2 separate regions of the Oryctolagus cuniculus genome follow, and region 1 is linked to region 2. A link is a contact called in public Hi-C data. All regions are on one chromosome and are shown on one strand. Each heading gives the region's core, a stretch centred on a gene start, on an enhancer-like site or on the middle of the called end of the contact. The rest is flanking DNA. Distances are from core to core; before and after follow the strand shown. Region 1 holds the start of PYURF (PIGY upstream open reading frame). Region 2 overlaps HERC3 (HECT and RLD domain containing E3 ubiquitin protein ligase 3).

Region 1 (5,004 bases), core at 2,074-4,573, 170 kb before region 2:
GTCCAAAACATCTCCTAAATGACTCTAAGATTCTAACAGGAATCAATTAATATTCGTTTTTAGGTTACTTTAGGGTAACTACTGAAATATTTATGCTATACTCCTGAAATACTATACTGAGTTCAATCATCTTGGAAATTCTGGAAAATCAGGATCTGTTAATGTCAAATGCCTATGGCCTTAGGAATGCTAAACAGACCTCCAAAGGCAGGAAAAAAAATTTAAATGTGGCTCAAAACATGGCTCTACGCTCAACAGGACACAATCAGCTATTTGAAGTCCTCCTACTCCATCCCTACCCACCAGAGGGCCCCACTGTCCCAGAAAATGACTACTTCGTGTGTTAAGTGCCTCTGTAAACAGCATACATTCAGAGCATCTTCAATTTCCCTCCCTTAATAACATATTCTTTTGACAAAGCAAAAATTCCTGCAAACTGTTTTTTGTGGGAAAGTATTTTATTAGTTATAAGCATTTGAACCAAAGAAATGCAGGTGATTTTACAAACTAAGGATTTTTAAGTAAATGAAATTTCCAGTTTATTATACAGTTTTATGTCACACCAGTTTAAATGCATTTCTCTATAACTACATCAACACAGGTCCTTTGAGATTATTTCTGTCATCCCTACCATGTCACTTTACCAACAAGCTTGAAGCTAAACAAACAGAATTACAAATGGCTAACTTTTAGATGAATGGGGTAAGAAGTGGTCACCAGATGTGCATTAGGGTTGTTACCTTCCAACAAGACACTCTGTTACAAGGTTCCTTCTACACAGCAGTTATGTCAGGACCTTCGAAACACAAGGGCTGTCAGAATTAGAGTACAATAAAAGACACTTCTGCAGCTTAAGTCTCTCGTAGGCCCAATCCTGAGAAGCGAGGCAAAGCATCCTTCCTGCAAACGCAGTGTGTCTCCAGCATTTCCACCTAGTTGAGCTTGCGGAGGTGGATGCCCTAGACATATCACGAATCTATATACCACCTTGGCTCTGGCTCCCTTAGTTATGCCTGAAGAGTTTAATCCCCATCCAAGTCCAGAGGTGGAAGAACACATACACTGGTATGGTAATGGGCAGGAGCAAGCTGTAGAAGCATAAGCTGGTGGAGCTGGTGCAGCCCTGTGGGAAGTTTTCTTCCACAGAGGCCGCGTAGAAAAGACCTGCGAGAGAAATTAGTGGGATAAGGACGGTCAGTGTAGGAAGAGACAGAAACATTCTCCTCTCCCACTTAACCCCTGCCACCTTGTTTTAAAACGGATATGGTATTGAGAACAGTTAGTGTTGTGGTTTTTAAAAATAATGGTCTAGTGCTGCTCCGTTTCTTCTTGCTTCTTATCTTGATGGGTCATCCTTGCTGCCTGTGGTATCATATTAGGAATTCCATCAATGATTGGATAGGCTATTCCCAGCTCTTCATTAATTAATTCATTTGTTGATGCTTCATATCTGAGAGGGGGAAAAAGGATAAAGTGAGCTGTGGAAAACAAAATGCCTGGGAGAGCCTGACGCTCAATAAGTAACCTCACTCCCCATTCTCGACACAGTATTAATCCCAGAGTAATCTCTAGCAACAGCCAATTCAATTATTTCCCTTAGAAAATTCTTAGACCCTATAACTGTCTCCTTTCTAGTCAATTTCTCTCTGATGCTCTTGTTCACTTTATTCTCCAGTTATAACTTAACTTTTACTATCAGTAACAAAAGCTCTCCTTTTACCCAAATATTTCCCCATTACTTTGGTGAACTCCAAAACCAGTCTACTTAACTACTGGAACAGAAAGTAGAGAAAAACTCAACTTTCTCAATTTCAGAATCCTAAAGAAAGAAACTTAACTGATCTATTAGAAAGGAATCACTGAAAAAATAAAAATATGCAAAATAAAAATTGAGAAAGAGGAGAAGGCAGAAACAAACTGGAAACCAGTGAGTGTGCAGGGAGCTATCAGTGAGCTGAAAGGCAGATCAAATGGGAATTTCAAGGGTTAAAATGGACTGTGCACTACAGAGAAACAGACTAGAAAATACGAAAGTAAAACTTGCTAGCAATGTACCACCCAAAGATAACCAGAGAGAACATTTTCTTAAAATTTGTTTTTATTTATTTGAAAGGCAGATGGGGGGGCGGGGTACAGGGAGCGCCATCTTCATTCACTTGCTCACTCCCTGATCAGCCTCAGCAGCCAGGACTAGGCCAGGCTAAGCCGGACCTCGATCCCGGTCTCCCTCATGGGTGGCAGAGGCCCAGGTGCACATTGGCAGGAAGCTGGAATCCGGGGGAGACAGGACTTGACCCAGGCACTCAGACAGGAACTCCGATTCAGGATGTGGTGTCCCAAGCTGGCGGTGGGCGCTGCACCAAACGCCACCACCACTGGCAACACTTCAGTGTTTAGTTTATGTCGTAGGAAATACTAGTTTTGTCCATATTCAGTTTTAATAGCCTGGAACTGTAGCGCTGTGTCCCCAAGAACTGGGTCTAGGCTTAAAGCGGCTTTTGCAGAAACCAGCTAGCCCGCAACTGAGCGAGCCTCTAGGCAGCACACGCGGCTCAAGCGCAAGAGTGTCAGGCGTCAGCAGGGCAGGGCAGGGCGCGGCGCCGTCGTCTTGGCTTAGAAACCTGAATGCCTTGGACTTGTCAGACTCTTACTCCTCCAATCGCCGCGGGACCTTTCTCCAGGCCTCGCCGCACGCCTGGGGCTGGGCCGGGGTGGTGGGGGGCGTCCCGGAATCCGCCCGCTGAGCGCATCGCGCCGGTGCCAGTGGCGGACCCCCAAAAAGGCTCCGACCCCGGCCTGCGGCCGGCGATTCGATGTGGCAGGTGTGGGACTCGGCCCCGCTCCGGCCTCCGGAAAATGGCAGCGGAGACTACTTGGGCTGACCCGAACGCCGCCCCCCCCGCGCCGCAGCGGCTTTGGGAGGCCGCACGCTCCCCCTGCCCTCTCCCCGCCACAGCAGGCGGCGGAGGGAAGCCCGACGCCGGGCACTCTCACCTGAGCGGCTTCTTGGACAGGGGGCACACCAGGAACTCTAGCAGCGCCGGGTCGAAGGCGCTGGGCGGCTGCCCCGCCCGCTCGCTCCGATCTGCCGAGGGCCGCGACCCAGTCGCGTGCAGGCACCTACGGCCGACCCCCGACGCCCGCAGCGCTGAGGCGAGCCTGCCGCGTGCTCCACTAAGCATCGTCAGGTTGCCGGCGACCCCCGCTCGGCGCGCCCTGCGCCAGCCGCGCGGCGTCCCGGCCGCTCAAGCCCCGCAGGCCAGACCTTACCCTCCGGTGCGCGGGGAAACGCTGCCCGGGCGCCGGCGGAGGCTGGCGCTTTGGTTCCGGGGCCGCTCAGGGCCGCCGCCTGGACCCAGAGGCCTCGAGCGACCGCTGCGCTGAGGTCACGTGACTTAAGTGGGGTCCACAGTATTAAGCTTGGAGTTACGTGTTATCTCCACCTGAGAGTGCAAAGACACTCAGATTGGATGTATTGACAGTTAATTGGTTTGATGTAAATCCTTACTTTCTAGTTTCTGTAACCTGTTTGGCTTTCTCTTTTTTATCATAAAATAAAAAAGTTTAAGAGGCTGGCATTTGGCACTTGGGACTCCTGCATCTCATATTTTTATTATCATTATTTTAAAGATTTATTTACTTATTTGAAAGTCAGAGGTACACAGAGAGAGGAGAGGCAAGAGAGAGAGGTCTTCCATCTGATGGTTCACTCCCCAGATGGCTGCAATGGCCGGAGCTGCGCCGATCCGAAGCCAGGAGCCAGGAGCCAGGAGCCTCTTCCAGGTCTTCCACGTGGGTGCAGGGGCCCAAGGACTTGAGCCATCTTCCACTGCTTTCCCAGGCCATAGCAGAAAGCTGAGTTGGAAGAGGAGCAGCCGGGACTAGAACCAGCGCTCATATGGGATGCTAGCGGTTCAGGCCAGGGTGTTAACCCACTGCACCACAGCGCCGGCCCCTCCTGCATCCCATATTTAAGGGCCTGCGTTCAAGTCCCACCTCAGTTTCCAGTTCTAGCCTCCTGCTAATGCACATTAACAGGTAGCAGATGATGGGTCCCTGCCACCCACATGGGAGAGTCAGATGGAGTTCCAGCCTATTGCCTTCAACCTGGCCCAATTCTGGTTGTTGGCATTTAGGAATTGAAACAAAGGATGGAAGATCTGTCTCTCTGCCTTTCAAATAAAATGAAAATTAATTAATAAATTAATTTAAAAAGCAACACTTAACCTGAAAGGAAGGGCTTAGGACTCTTGCAGTGGGACCAGCTGTTACCTAACCCAAAGTGGGTTCACTTCCTGATGAGTGGGAATCAGAAGCTGCACTGGGAGGAGTCATGCAGAGTAATCTCTGTGTGCAGCAAAAGAGACCACGGGGAATCATTTCAAAAGCTGTGGCTCCCTACGCAAGGAAAGCAGGTACCTCTGATTTGGGGTGGGGAATGACTATTCAAGAGGAAATGTTTTGTGGTTACACACGGTGGGGTATAAGCCTGCGCTTGCACCGTTTGGAAGCATGCTCTTACGTACATTGCTTGTTACGGCATGAGCCTTAAGCTCCTCCTGGGGTGGAGGTCTTAGCACTAAAAGGAAGCAAACAATGACCTTTGAACCCTTCTTGGGCAATCCCTGTGTAGATGTCATTTTTGCGGTAGGGTTTGGCCAGTTCAGGGTGACCAGTGATTGCATCTCTTGCCTGGAATGTGATGGAAAACAACTTTGAAAGACACCAGGTGCTTTGGAAACTTTAGGGCTTTGTAGTAGAAATGCGTCAGGGTAAAGGCTTCAGCTGCTGCAGGTAATGGCAGGTGACACATTGTTGTGAACTCAATTTCTTTCTTTTTTAACAGAGAGAAATATTTTCAAAGTATTTTCCTTACTCTTTGGGTTAAGATTTATTTATTTATTTGAAAGTCAGAATTACAGAAAAAGAGAGAGAGAGAAAGAGATCTTCTATCTGCGGGTTCACTCCCCAAACAGCCACAAGAGCCAGGGGTGGACCAGGCCA
Region 2 (5,204 bases), core at 1,958-4,457:
TGGGTCGCATTGCAACCCCTTGTCAGGCAGAGACACTTGAAATACAATCTGTCGGTATTTTGCTAGCTTTATATTTGTTACACTCATTTTGGGGGAATGAATAGGCCAGGACAAGCCGCCTGTTGGGGTGATCACATTTTTATTTTCATATGCATCCTTCTAAGTTAGGGGTAGCAGTTGTGGCACAAGATCATTCAGATTTATTTTTTGCATAATACAGAAATGCCGGAATGAACCCAATTTCAAAAATATTCCATATTCAGAACATAAAAATCAGTGAAACTGTATTCAAATACACAAACTCATAGACTGAATACAAATTCTGTAGGTGTAAAAACAGCCCTTTTTCATGTGGCTCTGTAACTGATTTTTTTTTTTTAAATTTTTTTTATTTATTTATTTGAGAGGTAGAATTACAGACAGTGAGAGGGAGAGAGAGAAAGGTCTTCTTTCCATTGGTTCTCTCCCTAAATGGCCGCAACCATCGGAGCTGTGCCAGTCTGAAGCCAGGAGCCAGGTGCTTCTTCCTGGTCTCCCATGCGTGTGCAGGGGCCCAAGCACCTAGGCCATCTTCCACTGCTTTCCCAGGCCACAGCAAAGAGCTGGATTGGAAGAGAAGCAGCCAGGACTAAAACTGGTGGCCATATGGGATGCCGGCGCCGCAGGCAGAGGATTAACCTACTGCACCACAGCGCCAGCCCCTGTAACTGCTTTTGCCTGAATGCCCCTGCCTCCTTTGCCTGCTGTGGAGCTGCAGCCTTGGGTTGTGTAAGGCCTCAGTGCCTTCCTGCCTGCCTCAGTGCCTGGCTCTCTGTAGACCACTGACTCTGGGAAGGATCTCTTTGGCCTTGGCTCTGTCTCCTAATGAAGCAATTTTGGATTTCTTTTCAGCCAGCCCACACAAAGGAAAGAATGGTAACCCTGCCCTCAGTTTAACAACTCTTCTTCTCTGGTAGCTTAACCTTTCCTCCAAGACTGGGTTCTTTCACTTCTGGGGCAAGGGGTGACAGGAAGAAAGACAGGAGCTGCAGAAGATGGGTGTTAAAGAGGGGCTAGAAGGACTCGGGATGGATTGTGGGGAGAGAGGCATTGCGGAGAGCAGATCCGGGAAGCTTTGGGATGGGAGAAATGCTGTGGCTCCTGGTCTGTAAGCAGAATGTGATGGAGTTTGCTGATAGACCTCAAGGGTTTTGGGTCTCAGTTTCAACAACCTGGGAAAATGGAACACTTCTGATGCTTTGGCCTGAAGCTGTTAATGTCTTACCTTATCTCCTGTCCTCTTCTCCATTCTTGGATCCCTGTAATCAAGTTTAGGAGCTCCTGTCGCTTTTTTTTTTCTTTTTTCTTTTTTTCTCTCTCTCTCCTCTAGTTAGCCTGGCGAACTTTCCCCAGCAGGGCTTTAAGCCTTGTTCCCTCTAGGCTCCTTCTGCTGTTTCCCTGCCAATGTCTCGGGTTACTGAGGGTTTGCCTCATCTCCCCTTCCAGCAAAGATGCGTAGACTCCGTGGCTGGGCTCCCAAGCGGTGGGCATCCTTGCTCTCCCCATAGGTCCTTCGTGTCACATCCACTAGATCCGGAAGAGTTTCCTCTGCAATGGTGGAGTTAGAAATGTGCCAGGGGATTCCAATTCAATCCCATCAAGGTGGCATGTACCAATGCCATCTCACTAGTCCAAGTGATCAATTTCAGGTCACAATAGATCATAATGATAGGTCTAAGAGTCAAAGGGATCACATAAACAAGACTGCTAATACTGATAGAATAAAAAAGGAAGAGAACAATCCAACATGGGAAGCGGGATACACAGTAGGCTCATAGAATGGCAGATGTCCTAAATAGCACTCTGGCCTCAGAATCAGCCCTTAAGGCATTTGGATCTGGCTGAAGAGCCAATGAGAGTATTTTAGGCATGGAAAGCCAAGACACTCTGGCAAAAAAAAAAAAAAAAAAAAAAAGAAAACCTAAATGAAAGATCTTTGCAAGTGAGATCCCAGTAGAAAGGGCCATCAAAGAAGGAGGTACCTTTCTCTGAAGGGAGGAGAGAACTTCCACTTTGACTATGACCCTGTCGGAATAAGATTGAAGTTGGCAAACTCAAAAGGCTTGCATAGCCTTGGCAACTCATGACAAGAGCCTAGGGTGATTACTGATGCCTTAAACAAGAGTGTCAAATTGTTAAGTCAACAAGAAGAGTCACTGTGCACTTACTCCTCATGTAGGATCTCTGCCCTTAATGTGTTGTCCAATGTGAAGTAATGCTATAACTAGTACTGAAACAGTATTTTACACTTTGTGTTTCTGTGTGGGTGCAAACTGATGAAATCTTTACTTAATATATACTAAATTGATCTTCTATATATAAAGATAATTGAAAATGAATCTTGATGTGAATGGAAGGGGAGAGGGAGCAGGAGTTGGGAGGGTTGCGGGTGGGAGGGAAGTTATGGGGGTGAAGCCATTGTAATCCATAAATTGTACTTTGAAAATTTATGTTTACTAAATAAAAGTTAAAAAAAAAAGTTTAGGACCTCTCAGAATTTCTCTCTTAACTGTAGTCACTGATAATCACTTCTTCAGTATCACTTTACTTCAAAACTCTACCTTACCTTACACACCAATATATATTTGAGAATCAACTAATCTCTTCTGAAAGGAAAAAAAAATTCTGAATATTGGCACCAGTGTTAAGTCCACTTTCCCAAATTGCTCGTACCTTTTTTGTAGATAACTAGATAGAAAGATAACTTTGCACAGTGCTTTGTTATGATGATTTTTTGTTTTCCTCAATCCCAAGGAATTTGGTTGGTAGGCATGAGAGTGAGTCAGATCAGCCTGGAATTATGTACAGGAGTCCATACCCGGTGTCACTGGACTGGAACTGTCTTTCATTAGTGTTTGTTAGCTTCAGGACGTATTCCAAGATCCCTAATGGAACTTAATTCTGAAAGATTAACAAGGTAGATTTTAATTAAAATTGCCTTTAAATTATTTCATTTAAATGTCCATGTACACAAAAAGGTGTGTATATACTTCTCACACATATAGCATTTAAACAATTATAAAGCCAAAGCAAATGTAGAAATTAAGTACAGACAAAACGCCAAAATCAGTGGGATGCAGATTGACTGCATTGACTTACTGTTATGAACAGGCAAGTCTTGCTGAGGCTGAGCCCATCTTGCCGCTTGCAGCGTGGGTGAGGACTGCCTGCTGTCAGGCCTGGCTGCTGTGACTCAGCTCCCTTTTCTGCTGCTAAAGCTTATTCATCCACCCAGGCCTGCAGCGGCCTTTCGTTGGTACAGGTGCAGCATTTACCTGCCAAGACTGCTTTTTTCATTATCTGTGGACATTTTAAGTATTAACCTGACAGCGCAGTCATTAAAATAAATGTAAATCATTTGGTATGACATTATCATAAGCAGGTCATTCAGCATACATTTATCATTTAAAAAATTCATAGAGCACTCTGAGAAGAAATCCCCGGTTTCTGTTGGAGGAATATTGCTGTGGAATAACATGATTTATAGTGTTAGTTTTTGTTGCTTCTGTTAACAATGCTTGTTCTGTAACCTAACAAAAACTTTCTGAAGAGATTCCCTCCCCCCAATAAATGAAATTGTAATGTCCTCCTAGATATACGCCATAGTGGTTGAATTTATTCACTGCTAGTCTCCTCCCTAGAGAGTTCATCACCGCATTCATGTGTTGATGGAGTACCTTCTTTAGGCCGAGCACTGAGGCAGGGATGGCTTACTGGAAAAAGCTCTGTTGAGAGCACTCACAATTCATTCTCAGGATTTAGTTTCCCCAGGGCTAATGCGCTGTGTGTGTGTGTGTGTGTGTGTATAGGAAGATGCAACATGCTAACAAATAAAATACAGTCTGTATTGTACACTTTCCCCAGCAAACTAAGGCTCAAAGTCAAGACTGTAAAGCTCCTGGTTTGGAGTCAGATTTCTTATAAAGAGAATTCTGTTCATCTTGTGGATTAATGGAAAGTTAAGTGAAAAGAACTTTAAAGTCCTCAAAAATTCTAATTGGCTTTTGCTCTTTTTTCTGTCTACATTTCTGTCAGCCATTCAAATGTTATTTCCACTACCAAATAGATGGGCTGTATGGGTTTTTAAATTTATATTATACCTTTAGGGAGGTTAAAAATTCAAATTTTGTCATCTAAATAAGAGACTTTTTATTTTTCTTTACACAGAAGGCCAGACCATCTATAATCCAGGTAAATGATCCTTCTAGATTTACTTACGCATTTTTCTCCAGCAGAATTTTCAATGGAATATGATAATATTGCCACTAATATGTTTTATTCTAGGACACCGTAACACTTTGTTCCTACCCTTTCATCTTTGATGCTCAAGCTAAGACTAAAATGTTACAGACTGATGCTGAACTACAGATGCAGGTATGAGGTTTTAAAAATGATCTCTTGTGTTTCTCACATCCAAGAATGCAGTTGTAAGTTTTCTAATTAGGAGTAAGTATGTTTTCATGAAATGCCATGGTAATTCTTAAACCTGTTTTAAGTTTTTCACCAGCTTTATATTAAACAGAGCATACATTTGTGATTGTACATGTATGTGGATCAGCAGTTACAGTTGGCAAACAATTTTTGTAAAGTGCCACCAGCCCATATTTTAGGCTTTGTGGGTCATGTGGCATCTGTTACAACCTTTGGCTTTGTCATGGCACAAGAGCAGCAACAGATAATACCTACTGAGTGTGGCTGTATTCTAATATGTCTTTCTGTGTGTTGAAATTTGAATTTTATATAGTTTTCACATGTGGTAAAATATTCTTCATTTGATTTTTCCCCCTTCTATTTAAAAATGTAAAAAACCACACACATTACCTCAAGGATTCTACAAAAACATACTGTAGGCTGGATTTGATGTACAGGTCCATTCTCTATTGACCCCTGACAAAGGGAATTAAATGGAATTTGGTAATTCCTTTATGAAATAAAAACTAGAGTTTCAGAGATTTTTTTAAAATTTATTTAAAATGCTTTTATTATAAAATATAATTGTTTTTTGACAAGCCTACAAAGAGATTTGTGAATTGGCAATATAAATCAACCAATCCCGACTGTTGATGGATATAAATGTAACTTTCTATAACTTCTTCATCTCTTTTCCTTTGTGTGTGTCTGTAGCTCTGTATTTAAATCATACCTATCCATATATGCCTATTTTT

Evidence for each region. Hi-C and Micro-C count contacts between places; a contact is called where the count stands out from the background.
Region 1: a Hi-C map of an unstated tissue shows a contact between it and region 2, with 4 times the contacts expected there. The contact joins the promoter of PYURF here to the enhancer-like site in region 2. A contact is called at or near these places in 2 of 6 Hi-C or Micro-C datasets (ear pinna and an unstated tissue).

The regions. Positions count from the first base shown.
Region 1 is chr8:77,138,415-77,143,418 of mOryCun1.1, reverse strand. It overlaps PYURF (PIGY upstream open reading frame), which reads right to left and starts at 3,323. Exons shown (of 2, transcript XM_002717003.5): 1 at 2,995-3,323; 2 at 440-1,450. The coding sequence starts at 3,182. The coding sequence ends at 1,309. PIGY (phosphatidylinositol glycan anchor biosynthesis class Y) reads right to left here and starts at 1,219. Exons shown (of 1, transcript XM_008267613.4): 1 at 440-1,219. The coding sequence starts at 1,219. The coding sequence ends at 1,004.
Region 2 is chr8:76,972,889-76,978,092 of mOryCun1.1, reverse strand. HERC3 (HECT and RLD domain containing E3 ubiquitin protein ligase 3) reads left to right here. Exons shown (of 26, transcript XM_008267611.4): 17 at 4,207-4,230; 18 at 4,324-4,413. Among named protein-coding and RNA genes, the nearest start is that of NAP1L5, 28 kb to the right of the region's middle. Within about 2 kb of position 3,207, at least 3 of the 8 cell types and tissues checked have an H3K27ac peak or open chromatin away from gene starts, as enhancers often do.